Regions from separate parts of the Rattus norvegicus genome. Here region 1 is linked to region 2. Evidence: chromatin contacts called from public Hi-C data. All regions are on one chromosome and are shown on one strand. Each heading gives the region's core, a stretch centred on a gene start, on an enhancer-like site or on the middle of the called end of the contact. The rest is flanking DNA. Distances are from core to core; before and after follow the strand shown. Region 1 holds the start of Proc (protein C, inactivator of coagulation factors Va and VIIIa). Region 2 overlaps LOC120098222.

The links. A called contact is a pair of places that touch in the nucleus more often than the background predicts.
Region 1: a contact with region 2 is called in a Hi-C map of kidney, with 2.1 times the contacts expected there. The contact joins the promoter of Proc here to the enhancer-like site in region 2. A contact is called at or near these places in 4 of 12 Hi-C or Micro-C datasets (hepatocytes, kidney and liver).

The regions. Positions count from the first base shown.
Region 1 is chr18:24,046,448-24,051,600 of GRCr8, forward strand. Proc (protein C, inactivator of coagulation factors Va and VIIIa) reads right to left here and starts at 2,494. Exons shown (of 9, transcript NM_012803.1): 1 at 2,464-2,494; 2 at 208-294. The coding sequence starts at 277. The region is part of intron 1 of LOC120098222; the gene reads right to left. It overlaps LOC134482924 (a long non-coding RNA gene), which reads left to right and starts at 3,118. Exons shown (of 3, transcript XR_010059659.1): 1 at 3,118-4,496; 2 at 5,078-5,153.
Region 2 is chr18:24,006,125-24,011,473 of GRCr8, forward strand. All of the region lies in intron 1 of LOC120098222, which reads right to left. It overlaps Iws1 (interacts with SUPT6H, CTD assembly factor 1), which reads left to right. Exons shown (of 14, transcript NM_001398635.1): 14 at 1-1,426. Among named protein-coding and RNA genes, the nearest start is that of Iws1, 39 kb to the left of the region's middle. Within about 2 kb of position 3,182, at least 1 of the 93 cell types and tissues checked has an H3K27ac peak or open chromatin away from gene starts, as enhancers often do. A contact at or near this core is called in kidney, where this site is marked.

The DNA of each region.
Region 1 (5,153 bases), core at 1,244-3,743, 40 kb after region 2:
CAGAAGCACACGTGAGGGGCTTTAGCAGTGAGCGCAGAGGCAGAAGGCGGGCAGACTAGCAAAGAGCTTGCTAGGTAGATAGGGCAATGAAGCAGGACACAGTTCAAGAGGTAGCTGGGGCAGCTTTAGGGAGGTCATTTGGGCTTGTGCCTCGGAAGGCGCAGTGGAAGCTCTGAGGGTCTGGCAATGAGGCGGAGACAGTCTTACCGGGATGGGCTGATACGCCAGAAATCCCCCAGGTGGACGCGAACAGCAGGAAGATTCTGAACTGCCACATCCTGGAGCTGCTGACACCTGTCTGAGGAGAGCTTCTAAGCTCCAAGGATACGCACAGCTGAGCTGCTCCCCACCCCACCCTCCCACCTCCCACCCCCCGGCTCCCCCAAAAGTGGAATGAAGGCCATCCCTAAGCAGGGAGACATCTTAGTCAATAAAGCACTTTCCATGCCTGTTTGAAGACTTAAGTCTGATCCCCAGAACCCGTATAAAATTAAAACAAAAATCTAGGTGTCCATGGAAGCATGTTCTTGTAACCCCAGTGCTGGAGAGGCAAAGATAAGCGGTTCCTTGTGGACGGTTGGCAAGCCACCCCAGCCTGCTTGACCAGCTCCAGGTGACTAGCTCCAGGCCACCAGGAGCCCCTGCTTCAAAAACACAAGCTCCTGAAGAAAATGTCTGAGGTTGATCTCTTCACACACACACACACACACACACACACACACACACACACACACACACACGAAAGAAAGAGCAAGCAAGAAGGGAAAGGGGAAAGGACTTGTTTGTGAGCTCATCGTCTGTGTAGAAGCTGTCTGGGAGTGGGGTACACTGTGCACAGACAGACAGACACACAGTCTTGTGGATTTTAGAGCTAGGCTTATTCTAGGTGCCCAAAAGCAGAAAAGTCACTGCCTGGGGCAAACTCCAGTTTCTACAGGGGATGGGGGAGGGGGGAGAGAGAGAGGGAGAAGGAGAGAGAGAGAGAGAGAGAGAGAGAGAGAGAGAGAGAGAGAGGAGCAGTATTGAACAAGATGTTTACCTGCTCCGTGCTTCAGTTCTGTCATTATAAAATGGATAGACTGTTTCTTCCATAAAGAGTTCTTGGAAAATAAATAGTCACCATGGTGCTCTTTGCTGGGTGCACAGATCTGTGCACACGTGGAGACCAGGGGGGATTTGACTGACTGTCCTCATCCGTCCTTCCCCATGCATTGTCTGGATTTTTTTTTAAAAAAGATGGCCTTAGCTATTTTGGCTATCCTGGAACTTCAATGTAGACCAGGCTGGCCTTAAATTCACAGGGTCCCACCTGCCTCTGCCTCTTGAGTACTAGGTCTAAAGAGTGTGCCATCATGCCTGGCTTCTACCTTCTGTTTTGAGACAAGGCCTCTCACTGCCTGGAGCTCATCAGGTAGACTGGCTGCCAGCAAGCCCAAGGGACTCTCCTTGTTTCTGCTCTCCAGCCGTAGGATGTAAGTGTGTACCACCACACATGGCTTCCAAATAAACAACAAACAAGCAAACCACGTGTTCTAGGAGTCAAAGTCAGGTCCTTATACCTAGAAGGCAAGCACCTTCAACTGAACCATATTCCCAGAGCCTGCCCAACCCTTCTCCCAAGCTGTTAAATAAGTATAGAATACAGAGGGTTACAGTTTGGTAGGAGACAACATACTTAGCATTTAAGACTCTGGGTTCAATCCCAAACACCAGAACACACACACACACACACACACACACACACACACACACACACACACACACGTACACACACACAAGCACATACATATACACACGTACATACACATGCACACACACATGCACACACACACACACACACCCCCAATCCTCATCAGTCGCTGTTCACTGCTATAAGAGGTATGCATTAATGTTCTCACCCCTATTCCATGGGAAGGGACCCAAAATCTGCTTGTCACAAGCCTACACCTAAAAGGAGGGCAGAGTCTGGCTTCAAGGCCAAGCCTCTGTGGCCCTAACTCTAGAACCTTAACTCCTGCCCCCAACCAATGGTCCAGCTGCAAGGCCTCTAGTGTCCCCCAGACCAGGTGGGCAGGCCTGCCTAGCCCAGTGACACAGCCCCTCCTGGCCTTACTCTCTGTCTTTGCTGGTTTCCAGAATTAATATTCCACCTTAAAGAACAGGTAGAGGAGAGTAGTGGGGTTCCAGCCTTCAAGATGGCTCTGAGCATGGGTCTAGATCATGGGGAACCGGTTGGCTGATGTCCACTTGATCCAGATAATCTCACGTGTCCAGAGGGCCGCCTGGATTATGGGGAACCATGCCTTGGTCTAGATAGAGTTCAGGCCCTTATTGTCCTTGGCCCCAAGCTTCAGTCAGCCTGGAGAACCTTAGCTCAAGGATTTCACCTTCCTCCCAGCTGGAATCTCCTCCCCACCCCCTTCCTCCACAGCCCTTCACGGTCTTGCCTTGAGGGGGACTTACAGGGGTGGGCCAAGGAGAAACTGCAATTTCGTCCAGGTACCGCCATGTCAGTCTGGGAGTCAGGTTAATCCATAACCCACAAATATTTGCTTAGCCCTTGGTGCTGAGCCTCCCTTTCCCCAGACAAACAAACAAGAGGTTTTCTGATCCCAGCTCTGGAAGGCTCCATGTGCCCAATTCACCTCTGCCTTGGAAGAAGGTGTCTATCAAAAAGGAACGAGAAAGAGAAGGTTGAGCATGTTCAAACTTAATAGAAAATGTGGCCTCATTTTAGCCCGCAGTGACTAAGGGATAGGAACCTTAAAAGAAAACAAAAACCAAACAACAGCAACCAGAAACAGATATTATAGCTTGTTCATGGGCAGCACACTTGAAAATAACTACATGTATTACCAATCTAGGAGACCATTAGTGATTAGATGCTCTTACTGTCCCTCTAGTTTACAGGAGGGGGACTTTCAGAAGTCTTCCTTACTTGTCCAAATGGGCAGAGTTGCTGGGAGGCAGGCCTGTACTAGAACGAGGCCTAGCACAGCCAGCCACTTTGTGAGCTAGAGAGAGAAAGGAGTGACTTAGCCCTTGCCCTGTTCTGCAAGCTGCCAGGTTTCCCTAAGTGCCTTCCCTCCTTGAGACTACCTGAATCAGGGAAACTATCTTTTCCTTGCCCTAACGCTCTTGGTGACCCTGCTGCTCCACTCTGAGTGGGGAGCTTGGCTCCAAGTGGTCTGTCATGGGCACAGAAGGGAAGTCTTTGACGTAGGGAGCCAATCAGATTTTCCATCTCGGCACTGAGGAATAAGATCTTAGTAAACTGACCAGGTGTGCGGCTGTATTCAGAAAACTGAAGCGGGAGGAGAGGTGACCCAGACAGCACCCCGCCCCGCCCCCAACACACACACTGGAGGTGAGGTGGGAGGATCCCAAGACAGGAAGTAGGAAAGTAGTGGGATGGGAGGCAGAGATGGAGCGTGAGGTACTTAGAAATAAACTTGTGGGAAGCGGAGAGCCAGTCGCTGTTTGTGAGGGCTGTGGTGGCTGCCTAGAGAAGGGCCACTGAGTTCCTGGTCACTCAGGCATTAAAGGCCAAATGCCACACAAGCGTCTGCTTGTGCACCCTGGAGAACTTTTTTTTTTTTTTTTTGGTTCTTTTTTTCAGAGCTGGGGACCGAACCCAGGGCCTTGCGCTTCCTAGGCAAGCGCTCTACCACTGAGCTAAATCCCCAACCCCCCTGGAGAACTTTTTTTTTTTTTTTTTTTTTTTTTTTTTTTGTTTCTATGCAAGGGCTCTACCCTACTTTCCGGGAACTTGTGAAATACACGCTTGTCGCGGCTGTTCTTGCTCCAGGTGTGGCCCCCTACAGGTCGGCTGCCGCCTTTCTCCTACCCCACCAAACACCAGAGGATGTCCAGTGGACGCGCGGCTTCCCTCTGCTTCTACTACTTCCGACTTCGTCCTAAAGGTCAATTCTCTGGCAAGCCTGGCAGGATGTACATGCTCGCCCCAACCTGCGTGATGGACTCTGCCCGAGGACGCAACGTCCAAACCCAGAAGCCTGGGAATTGCAGTGCCGATGTGTTCATCGCCCGGGAGTGGGCCTGGCAGGCTGCCTGGAGGAGATCCTTCCACTTCCTCAGCAGAGCCCATGACTTTAGAGCTCCTGGGGACTCTGCACGGTGCTGGGCACCAGCAGCCAGCAGCACGTTAAGGCTTCAAGGCCTATAGCCTTTTTGCCGGTTTCTGGCAGGGAACGGTGCCCCAGCCTGCTGCGGCTATGCTCTACCAGGTTGAGGTCTTGGGTGGAGTCAGTCTCTGATCCCCCTAGATTCAGTCAGATCTACTGCAAATATCACAGCAGGACTTTGCCGGGGACAGGGGAGGGCAAGCCACCTGTGATTTCCAGAACAGAGCCTTGCACTCACCTTATGGTGAGAAATACATTAAGAGTAAAAGGGAAAGGAAAAATTTGAAAGGCGGGGAGAGATGCTGTGGTCCGAAACTTTTCAGCTCAGGATCAGCTCTCTACAATGTTAAGGTCAGTACGGCTCTTTACTGACTGGACTGCTTAACTTCTCTTGATGCCAAGTCATCTCAGAAGACAAAGATGACATACTTTCTCGTATATGAAGAATCGAATGTGTGTGTGAGGCTTGCGAGTCTCACACGTACATGTACGTGTACATCACATGAAACGAGAAGGGAGACTCTGAGGGATGCAGGGAGGAGGAGAGGGAGGGAGGGCTCTAAAGGGAAGGAGAAGGAGCAAGAGAGGGTAATGGTGAGAAGACAATTCTGCCTGTTTTCTCTCATGTATGCACATGATCGAGCGACAGATGGAAACTACGGAAGTAGAAAGGGGGACTATGAGTGAGGCAGACATGACCAAACTGTGACATACACGTATGAAAATTCTATGATGTGTGTTAACTAGAAATACTGAGAATTGCTTTTTATGAAAGACCGCTGTTAACTGAGTACCTGTGGAGGTCAAGGACAGGGTAAAGGAGAGCCGTCCTGTGCCCACCTTAGCTCCCCCACCTTCAAACAGTCAGTCCTCCTTCACCCATGTCTCAGGTGTGTGTGTATGGGGGGTTATGGTTCGATCTGTTTTCATAGGATCTCACTGTGTAGCCCAGGCTGGTCTCAACACTTGACGATTCTCGGGTCACAACCTCCCAAGTGCTGGGATGGC
Region 2 (5,349 bases), core at 1,932-4,431:
TATTTATTGAATCAGTCTCCCAGTTGAATACCAAACTCCTAACTGGCTAGTTATATTGCCCTAGGGATCCCCCATCTCTGCCTCTTAAAAGTCCTGGGATATAGAGACCCACCACTGTATGTAGCCTTTTCTCTTTTTGGGTGGGTTTCTGGGGATCTGAGCTCTAGTGTCCTGCTTGCATAGGAAGCACTTTATCTACTGAGCCATCTCCCTAGCCCATTGTCACATTTTGATTTTCTTTTTCTCCCTTTCTTACCTAGCCAGTCTACCTAAGGTTTATCAGTTTTGAGATTTGAAAGACAAAGTCTTTGGGTTTGGGGTTTGTTTGTGGTTTTGGTTCTTTTATTATGTGTGTTTTTCTCTTTCCCTCTGCTCTAATCTGTCTACTTGTCCTTGTCCTTGTTCCTTGAAGAATAAGGTTAGACTGTTGAGGACCGTGTCATTTGAGGACCATGCTGCATTGCTGTGAGTCTGAGCACTGCTTTTGTCACATCACAATACTTCTGCTATTTTGTGTTTTCATTTGTTTCAGCAAGTGTTCCAATTTTTCTGGTGACTTTTTCTTTCAACCATTAGTTATTTTAAAATGTCCTATTTATTTTACACATATTTGTGGGTTTGTAATTTCCCTTAATGTGTTAGGGCTCTTTGTGGCTCTAATGTATCCCCAAAAGTGTTCTATGTATATTTGAGAAAAATGTATATTCTGCTTGTTGGGTATGTGTTCTGTATATGTTATGATGTCCAAATAGTAAGTATGTGGTAGTGTTCAAGTGTTCTTTCCCTTGTTGGTCTGCCTTACTTCTATCTGTAACCCTAGAACAGTCTTATTCCCTAGTTCTGTCAGTATTCCCTTCGTATGCCTATCTCACCTGTGTGCCACTTCCCTCTTTGAGTGACTCGTGTTATGGGACATGTTTTTCATTCTACTTTAGTGTATATAGTTCTAAAGTGAGTCTGTATACAATATATAGTTGATCCTTAGGTTTTAAATGTATTCTTCTAAGCTGTATCTTCTATTAGGGCATTAAATCCATTGAGAAAGTGACTACTGTAACTATTAAAGGAAAGGGCTCACTGTTGCCATTTTGTTTTCTATGTCTTACAGTTTTTGGTCCTTCATTTCTTCTTTTAGGGTTTATTTGCATCTGGTTGATATTTATAGTGGTTTGTGTGATTTACTTTAATTTCTTTTTGTGCATATTGTTCATGTGGCTTTTAATGCAGCTTACATGGAACATCCTAAAGTTTCAATAATCTTATCTAATAATTTCAATCACATACAAAACTTCTCTTTTTAGCTGTATCCTCCTTTCTTACATTATCAATGTCACAAATACCATATGTGTGTCCAATAACAAGTTTATAACTTTTTATGCTTTTCTATTTTAAATACTGTTGAATAAAAAACAGTTGTGAACCAAAATTACACTAATGCTGGGTTTTTTGTTTGTGTGATTATTGTTATAGGAGAATTTTATGTACTTATATGGCTTTGATATGTCTAGTATCCTTTCTTTACAACTTGAAGGATTCCCTTCTGCATTTCTTACAAGGTATTAATGAACTAGCTTCCTCTGCTTTCTTCATTTCTCCCTCATTAAAGAAATATACTATTGCCTATGTATGTCGTGTATGTATGTGTACACAAGGGTGCTGCATTATATATGTAAAGATCAGAGGACAACTTTGGAGAATCATTCTCTCCTACTTTACATGGATTCTAGGAATTGAACTCATTTTGTCAGGCTTGCACAGTAAACACATTACCTGCTCAGCCCAGTAGCATTTCACTGCTCTATTTCAGCAGACCACTTAATTGTGTAACAGAATTGTCTGGGGAGATGGAACAAATACATGTCTACCCATTACACAGGGACCCAATGACAGACCAAGATATGGAAACCATTCAAGTCCAGCTTAGTAAACCAGTGAGTTTTATTGGTGTTACTTACAGCAGGAGAAATGTTTCAAAGACAGCTGCATCATCAAGGCCCATCCCAACATGGATGACAGCTCACAAAAGCTGGAAACTTAACAGGTTAGAGAGTGTCATTACCAGATACCTCAGTTGGTGTAAGGCTCTTCTAGGCAGTTCAGTCAATCACTACTACTTCCTTGAAGCAGCTGATTGGATCTCAGAGTCTTGTTTGCATCCTGACTTGTCTGAGTCACCTTTGCTCATCTGAGAGCTACAATTAGCCTACTTACTCTCTGTCTGACATGGAGGGGCCTAGTGAGTCTGGTCCATGTCAGGGATTTCCTGAAGCTATTTTGAGTTACTTATTTTCTGTTTTAAGGAGCTTCCCTGGGAGATGGAATGTGTCAATCTCAGAGGAAACTAAGACACTATACCCATTAAGTCTGGGGCGCTTAAATACTTGGTCTGCAGTTGGTGGCTGTTAGTAGAAGATTAAGGATTGTGACCTTGCTGGGACTATATTACTGGAGGTGGACTTTGAGATTTCAAAAGACTCAGCCATTTAGAGTTACCACCGTTTGTTTCCTGCTTGTGGTTCAAGATGTGAGCTCTCAGCTGCTGCTCCTGTTTGCCACCTTTTATCTTCACTATGCCATCATGGACTCCAACCCTCTGAAACCGTAAGCCCCAGATAAACCAACCTGTAAGTTGCTTTGGTTATGGTGTCTCATCACAATAGAAAAGTAAGTAATAGAGAAATTGCTACTACGACTGGGTCATTAGCTGTGACAGACCTGACCATATGTTTGGGGGAACAATGTGTAAGGCTTCGGAACCATGAAATAAAAAAGCTGTTGAATGCTGAAAGCAGAGTTTAATGGGCCAGTCTAATAGGAGCTTGCAAGACTGCTAAGAGCAGCATGAGCTATGGAGGCCCAGTTCAGAGTTTTCAGAGGGAAACAACATAAGCAAACACCCTGGAGACCGTTGTTAAAATGTTTGGCAGAGAATATGGTGGCTTTCTGCCCTCTTCTTAAGAACTTGCCTGAGGTTACCAACTTCTTTGGCAGAGGAGATTTCAAGCCAGCCTAATACTAACTCTGTTGTGTAGTTATTAAGAATTACTCATTTTATTTTTGCAGATCTTCAATGAAGAAAAGCAAATAAGGCAGAAAGAAATACAAAATGTAGAGTTTGGACAGGAAAAGGACACTGGCAAGGTTAATGTTAAAGCCAAGGTTTGTGCTGGAAGAGAGACTGTTAAGGGAGGCCAGATCTGCTTTGAAATGAACAGATGAATGCCCTCAGGGCAAGAGTCCACCCAGCTGAACTTCCATTTTGTGAGAAGGGAAAGGAAAAGGCCTAAGGAATTAACAAAAACCATTAGAAAAAATGACTCGAGAGAAGCAGGATTCATGCCATTTGGTAGCTGAACCTTGACAATATCAAACCAGTTCTGACTTTAGAGGCATACTCAATGCATGTGTAAAGGAACTGTGGAATCTTCCTCTATAGTTAAGGAAAGCCATGGAGGCCAGGCAGTTGAAGTAAATCCGGGTTCCACTGAAGCTTCTAAGATGTTAGAGCCGTGGGAGATCTACCAAGGAGACTGCACTCAAGGAGTGGAGCCAACCCGAGAGAAAGAGACAGGAGAGAGATTCGTTGATTGATCTATCTGACAGGCAGCAAAGCAAAAGGGGAAGGCCATCTAAGCCCTTTACATCAGACACGGAGCTACAGGATTTGGAGGTTTGCCCTGCTGTGTTTTGAAAAGCCTTGTATTGGTGCAGTATTGACTCAGTATACTTGGAGCCCTCAGTTTTGGGATGGTACTATATATTCTGTGCCATTGTATGCTGGAAGGATGGAACTTGCTTTTGACTTTACAGGGTCTTCAATTAAAAGATTGCCTTGAGTGTCAGAAAGTTTGGACTCTATTAAGCTGTTTTGAGACTGGAAGACAGTAGGGACTTTTGAAATAGTACTAAATGCATATTGCATTATGATATGGCCATAAGCCTATGTGAGCCAGGGAATGTGGTGATTTGAATGAGATCTCCCCCCGCCCCTTAAGTTTAAGGCATTTGACTATTTGGTCCTCAGATATTGCTTATCTCTGGACGGTTAGGAAGTCTGTTCTGTTCCCTTACTGGAAGAAGTATAGTACTTGGGGGTAGGGGTGGGGCTTTGAGGTTTCAAAAAATTCATGCCACTATGAATTAGCTCTCTCTGTTTTCTGCTTGCAGATCAAGATGTGAGCCCTCAGCTGCTGCTCCTGTTTGCCACCTGCTACCTTTACTCTGCCACTGTGGACTCCAACCCTCTGGAGCCGTAAGCCCAAAATAAACTCTTGGCCTTTATCACACTGATAAAAAAGTAATACTTAATCAGTTAACAATAAGGATTTCTTGTGATATAGAACAGGGACACCTGTCATTTGAGTTTGCAGGAAGCATGATTTCTAATTCTCTTTGGGGCACATTTCATAAGTAGTAAGAAGGGTTTTGACTAGAAATAATGTGGAATTAGAGTTTTTTCAGAAAAGTTTTATATTAAGACCATCAGAGGCTAGTGGGTCAGTAAGCACTGGTCCTTTGGATGTTATCCAGTGTACACAACTATGCTAAGAACATAAAACAGCATATGCAACTATGCTAAGACTTTTTTGAAAGCCAAGTCAGAGAAGAAGCAAGGTCAGAAGAGTGAGTTCCTGGATGTCTTAGAACATACTGTATGGACTAGGCTGGCCTCAAACGCAGATCCTCCTTCTGCCTCCTGAGTGCTAGAATTAAAGGCATGTACCACAGCACCCAGTGTGACTGGCTGACAGTTCTTATTTGAAAACATTTCTTATAAGACCTATAGCATGCACCCCCAGCTCTACAAATCCCTAAGTTTGATTCCCTAGCACTGTATAAAACAGGTGTAGTTAAGTTTGTTTTAAGCTAGTCATGGTGGCATATACCAATTCCAGCACTCCGGAAGCAGAGACAAGTGGACCTCTGTGATTTCAAGGCCAGCCTGGTCTGCAAAGTGAGTCCAGAACAACCAGGGCTATACAGAGAAACCCTGTCACAGGGCAAGGGTGTGGGTTTGGGGGCAGTCTGTTTTAGCACTGTTTTAGTCTGTTTAGACTGGCAGTAGTGGTACATGCTTTTAATCCCAGTACTAGCGAGGCAGAGGCAGGCAGATGCCTGAATTCTAGGCCAGTTCCAAGACAGCCAGGGCTAAACAGAGAAACCCTGCCATGAAAAACCAAAAAAGTTTATTTTATGTTATGGACTTCCTAAAGCTGCAGATACGGCTGTGTGAGAATGCTCTGTTCATCAAGGTATGCTTAGCCTTGGATGGGGAACAGTAGGGTGAAGCCTGAGATAGAGTTAGCTAAAAAAAACTAGGACAAAATGAAGTCATTTGGGCAGTTCCCA